Regions from separate parts of the Sus scrofa genome. Here region 1 is linked to region 2. Evidence: chromatin contacts called from public Hi-C data. All regions are on one chromosome and are shown on one strand. The core of a region is the stretch at or near the end of the contact, and the rest is flanking DNA. Distances in the headings are between cores, read along the strand shown.

Region 1 (6,277 bases), core at 575-3,074, 110 kb before region 2:
TCCTTGACTCGCCCAACACAGAATGAAGGTACATGGTCTGACTGCAGAATGGATTATTTGAAGACAGGACTCTCCTGGGAAAACCGGGCTCTGAATACCCCTAGCCTTCCAACTCCTCTATTATTTTCAATCACTGTTTTTCAAGATCTGGACCCTTGAAAAGTTGCTCTCAAGGCCCAGGGTTCCCTTCCTCTAGGCAGTGCCTCTCTAAGTAAAGTTCCAGGATTCCTTATGTCACATTCACCCAGGATGCTTGTTTCAATGCCTATTCCTGGCATTCCTAAAGGAGTAGAATTTTAACCAGCTCCCTAAATGAATTCTAATGCACATTTAAGTTTGAGACCCAATGGGGCTCCGCTTTGAAGTCAAGATTTGCTGGGGAGGCACAAAGCAGTCCCATACTGGAGTGTTCTCGAAAAGGACTTTCTGAAAGAAAAGAGACTAAGTGGGGACCTCTGTGCCAGTCCTGGCTCCTGCTCCAATGAGGACACAGACCACCCTCACTCTGGGGCCATTGGCTGGGAGCTCACCGCGGTGTTTGGCTCAATGAGGCGGTGTTGCAGCTTCTGGGCATCTTCCCATTGCCCTGTGAGGCAGAGTCGCTCCAGCTGGCACACCTGAGCCCCTAGGACATTGGCCAGGGCGCACACGCCCCCCACAGCTCCTGCCACAGAGTAAAATGCAGAATATCAGCCAGAGCCTCTTCCTGCAGAGAATCCCAAATCCTGGTCCCCGGCACATCTTTGTTCTGGGGAGACAGGCTGTGGATTTCTACACCCTGGTTAGCCACATCTAACGCATGCTCTGCGCGTTCACAGAGTACAGATTTCCACAGAGGATATTTCCAGCATCTTCAACATAGAATCTCCCAGGCTGGGGGCAGGGAGCAGAGCCTAACTCAAGGACAGTTCCTCCTCTGCACCCCTTTCCCCTCAGAGTAAAGTCTCACCTGCCAGCTGACATCCCCACGCTCCTCCAATAGCCCCCTGACTCATCAGTCCTGGAAGCGGGTGGAAAAGACAGGAAGCCTTTGCTCTACTGAAATTTTATTCCCCCCAGAGAATTCAGCCTGGGACGCGGTGGGGAGGGAAAGGGAGGGGAACATGCTCCAGACACAGGAGACCGGGCACTTCCTCCCTTTGGCTGCATGAACTTGGACAAATCTTGGGCTGTCTCTCGTCCTCTTTGTTTTCATCTGGGCAATGAAAACGGGCTGGCTGTGATCTCCAAAGGTCCTGCCACTTCTGCCAAGCCTGTGAGTGTGATTCCAAGGCTAGGTAGAAGTGATCCTGAGCAAAGTGGCCTCCAGACTGGAGAGAGAACAGGCAATCTGGAGTGAGCTAATATAGCTGCCATTTACTGAAAACCTACTATGTGCCAAGTCCTACGGCAGACACAGGGCCGATGTTCTTGAGTCCTCCCAAGACCTCCATGCATAGCAGAGAGGAAACTCGGGCCCAGAGCAGTGGGATAACTTGCCCAGTGATATTCAGTGAATAAATGGCAGAGCTCAGATTCCAGCTCAGATCCCCAGATCCAGAGCCGTGCTATTTCCATCTACCACACTCTCAGGAATGTAGCATAAGTGGGTCCCCTCTTCTCCCCCCTTTCGAGACTGGGACATAGCCGAGGGGAATTATCCAGGACCTACACCACCAGCCAAAGTCTGCAGAGACCAGAGAGAAGAGGAACCAGCATGGCCCCTGCTGAAACTGTCACTCAAATCTTCACTCACTGGGGCTTCAGCTGAGGGGAGGGAAGCATCTACTCCAACCTGAACTCAAGGACTTTGACCCCAAGGTCAAGAGCAGTTGGTTTAATGGTGACATTCCTAGGTTCCTGGACTGGAACAGAATCTGATCAGGCAGCTGAAGATCCTCCGCCCTACCCTGCACGCCTGACAACTCGCTCTGGCCTGGGCCCAGGGTCGGAGGAAAACACACTCTCGGACTCGTGGGAAGGGCCCCACGGTCTCTGCCCTCAGAGAATGATTTGCAAGGTGAGATTAGAGGACCTAAATTTGTCACCTAAGCAGGGAGCCTGGGACTTAGAGCAAACTACAGACATCCCCACCACAGGCCAGGGATTGTACACAGACACCCTCTTCCGCCCAATAAGGTCACTTACGAGCACCCACTATTCAGATAAGCGAGAAGCGGGCCTGGCCTCTGAGGCTTCGGAGCAGGCAGGCTGGCAAAGGCCCTCTGCAGACCCAGCCCCAGCCCTCACCGTCTCTCCCAGCAGAACCCAGCTGTCTGGGTTTATCTTGATCTCTCATCACAGTTGGAGAGCAGCAGGAAGCCTACCCACAGCATAGCTGGCCAGCAGGAAGCCCGCCGATCCAGCCAGCACCTGGAAATCCTGCCTCCTGGTTTTGTGAACAATCAGCCCAATCCTGGTCACCTGCAACAGCAAAGCTGGTGTCAGAGCTGGGCCACCAGCCTGGATGGGGCTGGGCAAGTGTGGGAGAAGACGTGCCCAGGTCCCAGAGAAATGCCCCAAAGTTCAGACGAACCCCAGAGAGCCCACAGGGCAGAGGGAACCCACACAGGGGCCCAGGACTGAAGTGGGTCCCAGAACTGCTCTGAAGTTGGCAGAAAAAGAGGAGGGGGTGCCCCAGCTGAGAGCTGTTGCCACTCACGTCACCACCGCTGTCCTTGATGCCCACGATATTCGGGTGCTGGGAAAGCGTGACCACCGCATCCACGGGCAGGTCCAGCCCCGTGTTGGCTGGGACACTGTACAGCACCACAGGTATTGGAGACAGGTCAGCAACCTGAGGGGAGGAGAGAAGAGGGGGGAAGGCAGCTGCCCCGGGCCTGGGTCTCTGCAGGGGACCTCTCCCAGGGCTCCCTCCTGGACTAGAAGTCACAGAGCTTGGCACCTGATCGCAACCACTAAACTGGGTGATAGTTAGAGTGTGCCAGATGCAGTTCTAAGTCCTTTGTGATTTTTGGTTTTTGTTTTTATAACTGCACCTGCTGCATATGGAAGTTCCTGAGCTAGGGGTTGAATCAGAGCTGTTGCTGCTAACTTACGCCACAGCCACAGCAACGCCAGATCCTAGCCTTAACTGTGAACTACACCACAGTTCACAGCAACACTGGATCCTTAACCCACTAAGTGAGGCCAGGGATTGAACCTGTAACCTCATGGATACCAATCAAGATCATAATCCACTGAGGCACAGTGGGAACTCCTATGCAGGGTTCTTAACACACTGAGCCACAACAGAAACTCCCAAGTCCTTTATGGTTTTTTGGGGGTTTTTTTTGTTTTGTTTTGTTTTTTTATTGCCTTTTCTAGGGCTGCTCTCAGGGCATATGGAGGTTCCCAGGCTAGGGATCCAATCTGAGCTGTTGCTGCCAGTCTATGCCACAGCCACAGCAATGCAGGATCCAAGCCGCGTCTGCAACCTACACCACAGCTCACGGCAACGCCAGATCCTTAACCTGCTGAGTGAGGCCAGGATTCGAACCTGCAACCTCATGGTTCCTAGTCAGATTCGTTCACCACTGCCATGACAGGAACTCCTAAGTCCTCTATGTTCTGATCGAACTCCATCCTCACACCTCCCTAGGAGGATGATTCCATCATTCCTCCCATCTGAGAGGGGAGGAAACAGCAACAGCCTGGTTAGATCAGTCGCCCACTGTCTCACAGTTGGTTCACAGTGGCGTCCCTCCCCTTTCCCAAAGCTGCCATTCATGGGAAGTAGGCTCACCACTCTGCTCCCAGCTTCTCTCCCCTCCCCTCTTCTCCCCAGGCAGAACTGCTATCTCACCCAGCCTCCTCTTGGTCCCAAGCCTTAAAGCCAAGCCCACCCCTCACTCCCACCTTGGTGTAGTGGTGAATGAGGGCAGCGCTGCTCATGCGGCCACGATAGTAGCAAGGGGTCACCACCATCACGGCATCAGCCCCGACCTGGGCCATGCTCACCGTCATCTCCACTGTGGCTTGAGTGGCTGCAGGAAGAAAGAGGGAGTCTTCCCTTCAGGCCTTGGAGGCTGAGAGCAGGAGGAAGAAGGGGTGGCTAGGTCTCTGGGGCAAGCAAGGAGTGCACAAGAGATAGAGTAAGACTGGACTGAAGCCAGCCCCAGGGCTGAGGACCCTGCCCCCCACACCCAGCCACGCCCGGGGCCCCGAACATCATGGCCTCACACTCGCAGCCGGAGCCGGCTAGCAGGAGCTTGTCCTTAGGCATGGCCTGGCGCACTCGGCTCACCACCTCCAGGCGCTCGCTGCTGGTCAGGAAGGGGAACTCGCCGTTGGAACCCTGGACCACGAAACCTGTGAGAGAGGCCCCATCACAGCCAGCAACACCTTCTCATCCGCTTATGAAAAACTGGATATTGGACTTACACTCACCCATGTTCCTCCCTCCCCAACAACGTGGCACTTCACACATTTCCTTTCCATCTTTGTCCTGATGCAGGCGGAGTGTTTTACCCAGTTGCGGTGAGAGTGTTCACACCATTTTTTCTTTTTTTTTTTTTTCTTTTTAAGGCTGCACCCACTGGATATGGAGGTTCCCAGCCTAGGGGTCCAGTCAGAGCTACAGCTGCTGGCCTGCGCCACAGTCACATCAACATGGGATCTGAGCTGCCTCTGCAACCTACATACACCACAGCTCACGGCAATGCCAGATCCTTAACCCACTGAGCGAGGCCAGGGATCGAACCTGCAACCTCATGGTTCCTAGTTGGATTGTTTGAATGAGATGTTTGTTTGAATGAGATGTTTTAGCCATACCAAAAAGAATGGATAATAATATAATGCACATCGGTATACACAGCACCCGTGACAACACTCCCCTGGTCACCTTCCTTGTCCTTATCGCTGTTCTGTCTCAAGTGTTTATTGTTCCCATATCTTCATACCCTCAAAACATGTATCTGGACCCATAAAGAAGATAGAATATCTTTCTTGTCACTTAAAACTATAGAAATGGAATCAGATAACCTTCTGCCATTTTTGCTCACCATTGTTTCGAGCATTGTCCATAACAGTACAGGTAGTTCTGATTCATTCATTTTCTCTGCTATACAATATTCTCTTGGGAGGTTAGACCACAATTTACTTTTCATTCTCCATTTGATGACATTTAGAATAGTTATTTTTGCTGTTACAAATAATGCTGAAAACACATGCTTAGGAATCTCTCTACAGTTGGAGTTCCTGCTGTGGCACAACGGGATTAGAAGTGTCTTGGGAGCACTGAGACACAGGTTCGATCCCTGGCCTGGCACAGTGGGTTAAGAATTTGGCATTGCTGCAGCTGTGGCTTAGATCACAACTGCAGCTTGGACCTGATCCTTGGCCCAGGAACTCCATGTACCATGGGGCAGCCAAAAAAGAAAAAAAATTTTCTCTACAATTTAGATACTTCAGTGTGTAATTGCTGAGTCACGTGTAAATGCACCTTTAGGAGCCAAACTGCTCCTTTTTTTTTTTTTTTTTTTTTCCGGCCATGCCTGTGACAGTGGAAGTTCCTGGGCCAGGGATAGAGCCTGAGCCACAGCAGTGACAATGCCAAATCCTTTAATGCTAGGCCACCAGGGAACTCCACCAAGCTTCTAATTATCCATAGTCCATCAGCACATAGAAGACACCATTAGTGTTCATTGATGCCAATACTGGGTAGTGTCAGAACTAATTTTTGCCAATTTTCCAGGTGAAAAATGACGATATCTCATTATTTTCTTTTGCATTTTCTTGTTTTATCCACCATTTGAGCAGTTTCTAACATTACCAGTTAAAGGCATCAGCCTTTGTATGTCCGTGAGGGACCAGGAGAACTGACACTCTTCAGCTAAATCTGAAGGGAATGTTAAACCATTTTCCTCTCAGCTTTTTTCATTTAACCTTCTCTTTCCTCTTCCTTCTCCTCTCCATTCCATTCCCAAAATTTTTTTTTCTTAAATACAACATAAAATACACGGAGATTATTAATATCTAGAAGACCGTTCAGGAGAAATGAAAGAAAAGAAAGCTAGGGCAATATTAGTAAACAAAATCCCTGCCATCCAGTTGTGACAAATGAGCCAGAAATATGAGTTGGAGCTTCCCGACAGTCAAAGCTAAAAGGGAAACATGGTCAGCTGAGAGATATGCAGAAATCAAGATAAATCAAAGCAGCTGCGCTGGAGAAACACAGAGTTTCCTGGCACTGGGACCAAGAGAGATTGTTCCTGTGAGTCATCCTTAGGGGACATAGTGTGATGGAGAGTCAACTTTTTACCACAAGCCCTTTTATTTATTTATTTATTTTTTTGTC
Region 2 (6,478 bases), core at 3,030-5,529:
GAGAGGGAGGCGTGCCATTATGCCTGACCTGTGTCTTCCTGCACCAAAGGAAAGTGAGGCATTCAGCAGACAGTTTTTGGTTTTCGCTTCCCCTGCTGGACTGCTGGGCCAATAGCCATATCCTTTCTCTGCATTTCTTCTTAGGTTCATCTTACACTGGTATAAAGAGCACTGTCCACTTAGAGATTGTGACACAGGAAGTAGTTTTGTCAGCCAAGGTATTCTTTGGGCACTTTCTTTACTTACTTCCTGTCTCTCCCATCAAGTCCCTGCCACAGGTGGACCGACACACAGTCTACAGCATCATCACCAACTTCATGCGAACTCGGGAAGAAGGTAAGAGGCAGGGCTCTCTGGCAAATCTGGAAAGTGAGCACATCTTGTTTTCCCCCATTACCAGGACTCATTTGAGCCAGGGGGTGATAGAGAAGAGCCTGTACTCTGAGAGAATAATACAGGGAAACTGGGGATCCACTCACTCCCCAGGAAAGTAAGGAAAGGGTAGCTTTTGAGCTGATGTTTTAAATTCTTACCTCTGTAACAGTTACGTGTTGTTGCACATTTCCTCTTCACTGGGGACTCTCTTGGATAGGAAAACAAAAAGGGTCTGCTCTGGGAAGTAAGAAAGGGGAGGCACTAATAGCAGCGGAAGAGCACAGGCCAGAAGAAAGCCGCAGCTTTCCATCCCGCGGGCCGGTGGTAACTCTCTTCTCTCCTCCCCAGAGCTGAAGGGCCTAGGAGCTGACTTCACCTTTGGCTTCATCCAGGTGATGGATGGGGAAAAGGATCCCCGTAATCTTCTGGTGGCCTTCCGCATCGTCCATGACCTCATCTCCAGAGACTATAGCCTAGGTATGCATAGTCTTGAATTAGCTGGTTGGGGCTTGTCAGATGAGAGGCTTCTAAGTCCTCATTCTTTTCCCCGTTGCCTTAGGACCCTTTGTGGAGGAGTTGTTTGAAGTGACATCCTGTTACTTCCCTATTGATTTTACCCCTGTAAGTAGTACTTTTCATTCATTCATTCATTCGTTCGTTCAGGTTTTCATTGAGTATCTGTTATGTACCAGGCCCAGTTCTAGGCATTGAGGGTACAGCAGTGAACAATAGAAACGATTCTTGCCTCAAAGAACTTAACATTTTAGTAAACTAGGAAATGGAGAAACATTCGAATTAGGAGGAAGTGTTCAATTCAGCAGGCATTTCGGGGAGCTCTTCAATAATGTATTTAGTGCTTAAGGTGATGAAATTGTAAAACGTGATTCCTGACCTTGAAAATTGAAACATTTAAGTAACAATATGAGATTATGGACCAAAACAAGTGGTGTTATAATGGTTCAAAGAAGACAGAGTTCTGGGAGTTCCTGTTATGGCTCAGCAGTAATGAACCAACCTGACTTGTATCCATGAGGACGCAGGTTGGATCCCTGGCCTTGCTCAGTGGGTTAAGGATCCAGCGTTGCCGTGAGCTGTGGTGTAGGTCAAAGATGCATCTCAGATCCTAAGTTGTGGCTGTGGCATAGGCTGGCAGCTGCAGCTCTGATTTGACCCCCCAGCCTGGGAACCTCCATATGCCATGGGTGCGGCCCTAAAAAAAGAACCCCCCCCCAAAAAAAATCTTCCTTCTTGATGCAGAAAATCAATAACGCATTTTATGTTGCCAGAAGTACAGCTTTTTTTTTTTAATAAAAATAACTTTTATTGGAGTATAGTTGGCTTACAATGTTGTATCAGTTTCATATGCAAAGTAAAGTGAATCAGTTATACGTATACATACATCCATTCTTTTCTCCCACTAAGGTTATCACAGAATATTGACATTTCCTTGTGAGTACAGCTTTTTATAAAGGTGAATAAATAGAAATGTCCATCAAAAGGAGATTATTTAAATAAATTGTGGTTCAACCACATAAATGAATAGTATCAGCCACTAAAACTAATGTTATGAAAGAATAATACCATGAAAAAATGTACCTAATGTATTAAGTGAAAGAATGGATTGCAAGTCATATGTTCAGAAAAGATCATATTTTCTTAAAGTGTATGTATATTTTAAAGGGAACAGTGTCTACCAATTACATAGTCATAATACTATATCTAGAGAGAAGAAAGTTGCACCAGAAAGGTAAGGGTGCTTATCTCTGAGTGGCGAGATGATAGATCAGATGGAAACTGTATGATCAATTAGAAAATAAACGCCCACCAGACAGAAATTCCCAAGGATCATGTAAGAGCAAGCTGTCTTCCTGCCGGGGCCTCATTCCACACTCTTCTGCCAGACTGGGGATAAATCACACCCTGTTCTGCAGGGTTTCCAGGTTCAGCCCTGTGTCCAGGGTGCTCCAAAGAGCCATACAAGCCCAGGCCCCTTCTCCCTTTTCCAGCCACCTAACGATCCCTACGGTATCCAGAGAGAGGATCTCATCCTCAGTCTTCGAGCTGTGCTGGCTTCTACACCGCGATTTGCCGAGGTGGGTCCAGCCCCAGTCCATAGAAGGCACTGAAGAAAGAACAGTGAAAACATGGGGGAAGGAAGGATTCAGTACACATTTTAGGCTGTACTATCCTGCATGTGTCTTCAGGCTTGTGTGGCAAGTATCTTCAGACTGTCAAAGTGGAAAACATTACCATCTCGGGAGTTCCCATTGTGGTTTAGTGGAAACGAATTTGACTAGGATCCATGAGGACACAGGTTCAATCCCTGGCCTCACTCAGTGGGTTAAGGATCCAGTGTTGTTGTGAGCTGTGGTGTAGGTCTCAGACACGGTTTGGATCCCTCATTGCTGTGGCTGTGGCATAGGCCCGCTGCTGCAGCTCCAATTTGACTCCTTGCCTGGGAACCTCCATATGCCTCAGGTGCAGCCCTGAAAAAGAAGAAAGAAAGAAAGAAAACAGGAGTTCCCATCATGGCACAATGGTTAACGAATCCAACTAGGAACCATGAGGTTGCGGGTTTGATCCCTAGCCTTGGTCAGTGGGTTAAAGATCCGGTGTTGCCGTGAGCTGTGGTGTAGGTCGCAGACGCGGCTCAGATCCTGCATTGCTGTGGCTCTGGCGTAGGCCGGCAGCTACAGCTCCGATTAGACCCCTAGCCTGGGAACCTCCATATGCCGCTGAAGTGGCTCCAGAAAAGGCAAAAAGACAAAAAAAAGAAAAAAGAAAGAAAGAAAACATTACCATCCCTTCATTTAAAATAGTAACCTAATCCCTATATGGTGCTATCTTTTGCAATTCTATAGCTTTGCCAGCCAGCCCACTTTTCAGGTCATTGGGAGCCTGACCACAGCTTGGCAGGCTCTTGATGTAGCACCTACCCTGGGGTGGCAGTGAGGATGGGTGCTCTTAGTGTGGCTTCAATGCCACCCATACCTCACACTTGAGTTCTTCATTCTCTCCCGCAGTTCCTACTCCCCCTGCTGATAGAGAAAGTGGATTCTGAGCTTCTGAGTGCCAAGCTGGATTCTCTGCAGACTCTGGTGAGTGACTTTTCCCTTTCGAGGATCCAGCTGTCTTTAGACAATTTAAGGATGCTAAAGGATTATGGGTTCTTGGAGAGCCAGGGATGGTTCAGTGGGCCTCAAGAGAGGGATACCCAGGATCTGGGCCTATATGTTGACCTAAAGCCCTCAGGAGCATTTTTTCTTGTTCTGTAACTGAGTAACTGAATGGCAGCTGAGGAAAGGCTGACCAGGGCTCCCTCTTCATGCTTGTTTTTCATCGATCAGGACAAGCTCCTATTTTTCAGTGACCTGGCTGGGATGGTTATGAAATCCTGCTGATTTTATTGCTGAGAGCCATTATGCTGAGGTGCCTGCATATCCCAGGAAGTCTGAGTGTGTAGATCGCTGTGACCTGTGCTTTCCTTGGCAGAATGCTTGCTGTGCTGTATACGGACAGAAGGAACTAAAGGACTTCCTACCCAGCCTTTGGGCTTCTATCCGCAGAGAGGTGAGTGTCACTTAGACAGATTCACTGCTGTTAACTCCTAGTTGTCAGGTATGAGGGGACATACCACCCCTATCCTTTTCCCGCTATTGCTGTGCCTGTTTATTCAGCAAGAGAGCAGAGTTCCCTGGTGGCCTAGGGGTTAAAGATCTGGCATTGTCACTGCTGTGGCTTGGATCACTGCCATGGCATGTGTTTGATCCCTGGCCAGGGAACTTATGCAAGCCACGGGCACAGCCAAAACATTTTTTTAAAAAGAGAGGGAGAGAGAGTTGTAGTTGAATGACGAGGGTAGGGTCAGCTGTGGTGATGGCACGTGATCAGTCTCACACAGTGTCCTTCCCTGGTCACGAGCGTAGCGCAGGCTGAGTAGGGGGAGAGGGAAGAGACCTGGGAAAGGGGATCCCAACAACCACTGCTCAAGGTCAGCATTCACTTTCCCAAAAAGGGTGTGTACCAGTCCTAGTGGGACTAAGGACTTAGTGAAAATACACCAGTTAAGCAGCTCATTTGAGGGAGTTCCCATCATGACGCAGTGGAAATGAATCCGACTAGGAACCATGAGGTTTCGGGTTCGATCCCTGGCCCTGTTCAGTGGGTTAAGGATCTGGTGTTGCCGTGAGCTGTGGTGTAGGCCGCAAACATGGCTCGGATCCCGTGTTGCTGTGGCCGGTAGCAGTAGCTCTGATTCAACCCCCAGCATGGGGACCTCCATATGCCGTGGGAACGGCCCTAAAAAAGACAAAAAAAAAAGAAGCTCATCTGAAGGGTGAATTTCCATTGCTGCTTCCTTCTGGTTCTCACCACCCCAGACAGGAAATAGGCAGTAGGTGGGTGGGGTCTCACCTGGTGCAGGCTCACCTCAGTAGCCATGGGATCCCTCCCTGACAGGTGTTCCAGACGGCAAGTGAGCGGGTAGAGGCCGAGGGCCTGGCGGCCCTTAACTCCCTGACCGCGTGTTTGTCTCGTTCTGTGCTGAGGGCTGATGCTGAGGACCTCCTTGACTCCTTCCTTAGCAACATTCTACAGGGTAATGGGGCCATGGCAGCTAGAAAGGGGCGTGAGCAACAGAGAGAAGAAATCCCCTAAGGCCAGCCACCTTTCTTAAGTAGCCTCCCACATTCAGAGATTTGGGTGCTGGAGCCCTGCTTTGAGTTGAAATCAGTTTAAGTGGTAACAGCTAGCCAACTGAACTGGGGCTCATCATCCAACTTCTGTGGCCTACAGGGGAACCAGGCAACATTCAGCCTACTCCCCAGGTCTGTGATGTGCTGCCTCTCTAGACTGCAGGCACCATCTGTGTGAACCGGACATGAAACTGGTGTGGCCTAGTGCCAAACTCTTGCAGGCGGCTGCAGGTGCATCTGCCCGGGCCTGTGACCACATCACCAGCAATGTGCTGCCTCTACTCCTGGAGCAGTTCCACAAGCATAGTCAGGTAAGGAAACAGAACCTTTTGAGGAAACCATGGGACCACTGCTAGGAGAGAGAGCTAAGCGTTGAGCTTGGGCCCAGATACAGTAGCTCTTAGATTTTGTTCCTGTTAGCTGTGGCTGGTTCCTTTGTTCACTCATTTCCTGACAGTCTTACCTACAAGGATAATCCTCCCCACATCCACAGTAGCAGGACTGAAATTCTTTAAAAAATATTCTTTGACTCCAATACCCCTTAAAACATTACAGAGCAACCAGCGGCGGACAATCCTTGAAATGATCCTGGGTTTCTTGAAGCTGCAACAGAAATGGAGCTATGAAGACAAGGGTGAGGCCACCTTCCAGATGTGGTACTCTAAGGCCTGCTGCGCACTGAAACCCTCTAAAGGATGGCAGGCCAAGTGTGCTATAGAGAAGTAATCTAGAACAGCAGACCTATTGTTCTGAGGGTGTAGCACAAGAGAACACGCAACAGATGAGACCTGGTTTTTTTCTAGTATACTTCCTGGATAGCCAATGGATTAAATGCTTTAAATCTGCCCCATGGTATCTTTGCATCAGTGCTGAATAGGGCTTCCCTCTAACCTGGACTCTGTCTCTCCCTAGATGAAAGGCCATTGAGTGGCTTCAAGGACCAGCTGTGCTCACTGGTATTCACGGCCCTGACAGACGCCAGTACCCAGCTTCAGCTTGTTGGCATCCGTACACTCACAGTCTTGGGTGCCCAGCCAGGTACACTTAAGGGAAAGAGAAAAGACAGGGCTCTTGGTCCCTTTCTTGTGATTTTCTATCTTCAGTGAAGAGTAGTCTTTTTTTCAAGGCTACATCTGCAGTACATGGAAATTCCCTGGCCAGGGATTGAATGGGAGGTACAGCTGCTGACCTATACCACAGCTGCAGCAATGCCAGATCCAAGTCAAATCTGCGACCTACACCACAGCTCCTGGCAACACCGGATACTTAACCCACAGAATGAGGCCAGGGATCAAACCTGCATCCTCATGGATGCTAGTCGGATTCTTAACCCACTGTGCCGCAACAGGAACTCCCAGTGGAGAGTAGTCTTAATTCCCTGGCTTTCACTGTAACTCTGGATGATTTGG

Evidence for each region. Hi-C and Micro-C count contacts between places; a contact is called where the count stands out from the background.
Region 1: a contact with region 2 is called in a Hi-C map of liver, with 3 times the contacts expected there. The contact joins two enhancer-like sites. A contact is called at or near these places in 2 of 47 Hi-C or Micro-C datasets (embryonic fibroblasts and liver).

The regions. Positions count from the first base shown.
Region 1 is chr14:108,969,363-108,975,639 of Sscrofa11.1, reverse strand. It overlaps HOGA1 (4-hydroxy-2-oxoglutarate aldolase 1), which reads right to left. Exons shown (of 7, transcript NM_001190169.1): 2 at 4,162-4,290; 3 at 3,838-3,965; 4 at 2,642-2,776; 5 at 2,307-2,403; 6 at 531-664. It overlaps C14H10orf62, which reads right to left. Exons shown (of 1, transcript XM_021074392.1): 1 at 4,297-6,277. Among named protein-coding and RNA genes, the nearest start is that of C14H10orf62, 9.3 kb to the right of the region's middle. Within about 2 kb of position 1,824, at least 9 of the 83 cell types and tissues checked have an H3K27ac peak or open chromatin away from gene starts, as enhancers often do. A contact at or near this core is called in liver, where this site is marked.
Region 2 is chr14:108,860,987-108,867,464 of Sscrofa11.1, reverse strand. MMS19 (MMS19 nucleotide excision repair protein homolog) reads left to right here. Exons shown (of 31, transcript XM_013990467.2): 6 at 267-336; 7 at 724-852; 8 at 935-996; 9 at 2,382-2,468; 10 at 3,399-3,473; 11 at 3,868-3,945; 12 at 4,834-4,972; 13 at 5,226-5,380; 14 at 5,625-5,703; 15 at 5,982-6,107. Among named protein-coding and RNA genes, the nearest start is that of ZDHHC16, 21 kb to the right of the region's middle. Within about 2 kb of position 4,279, at least 20 of the 83 cell types and tissues checked have an H3K27ac peak or open chromatin away from gene starts, as enhancers often do. A contact at or near this core is called in liver, where this site is marked.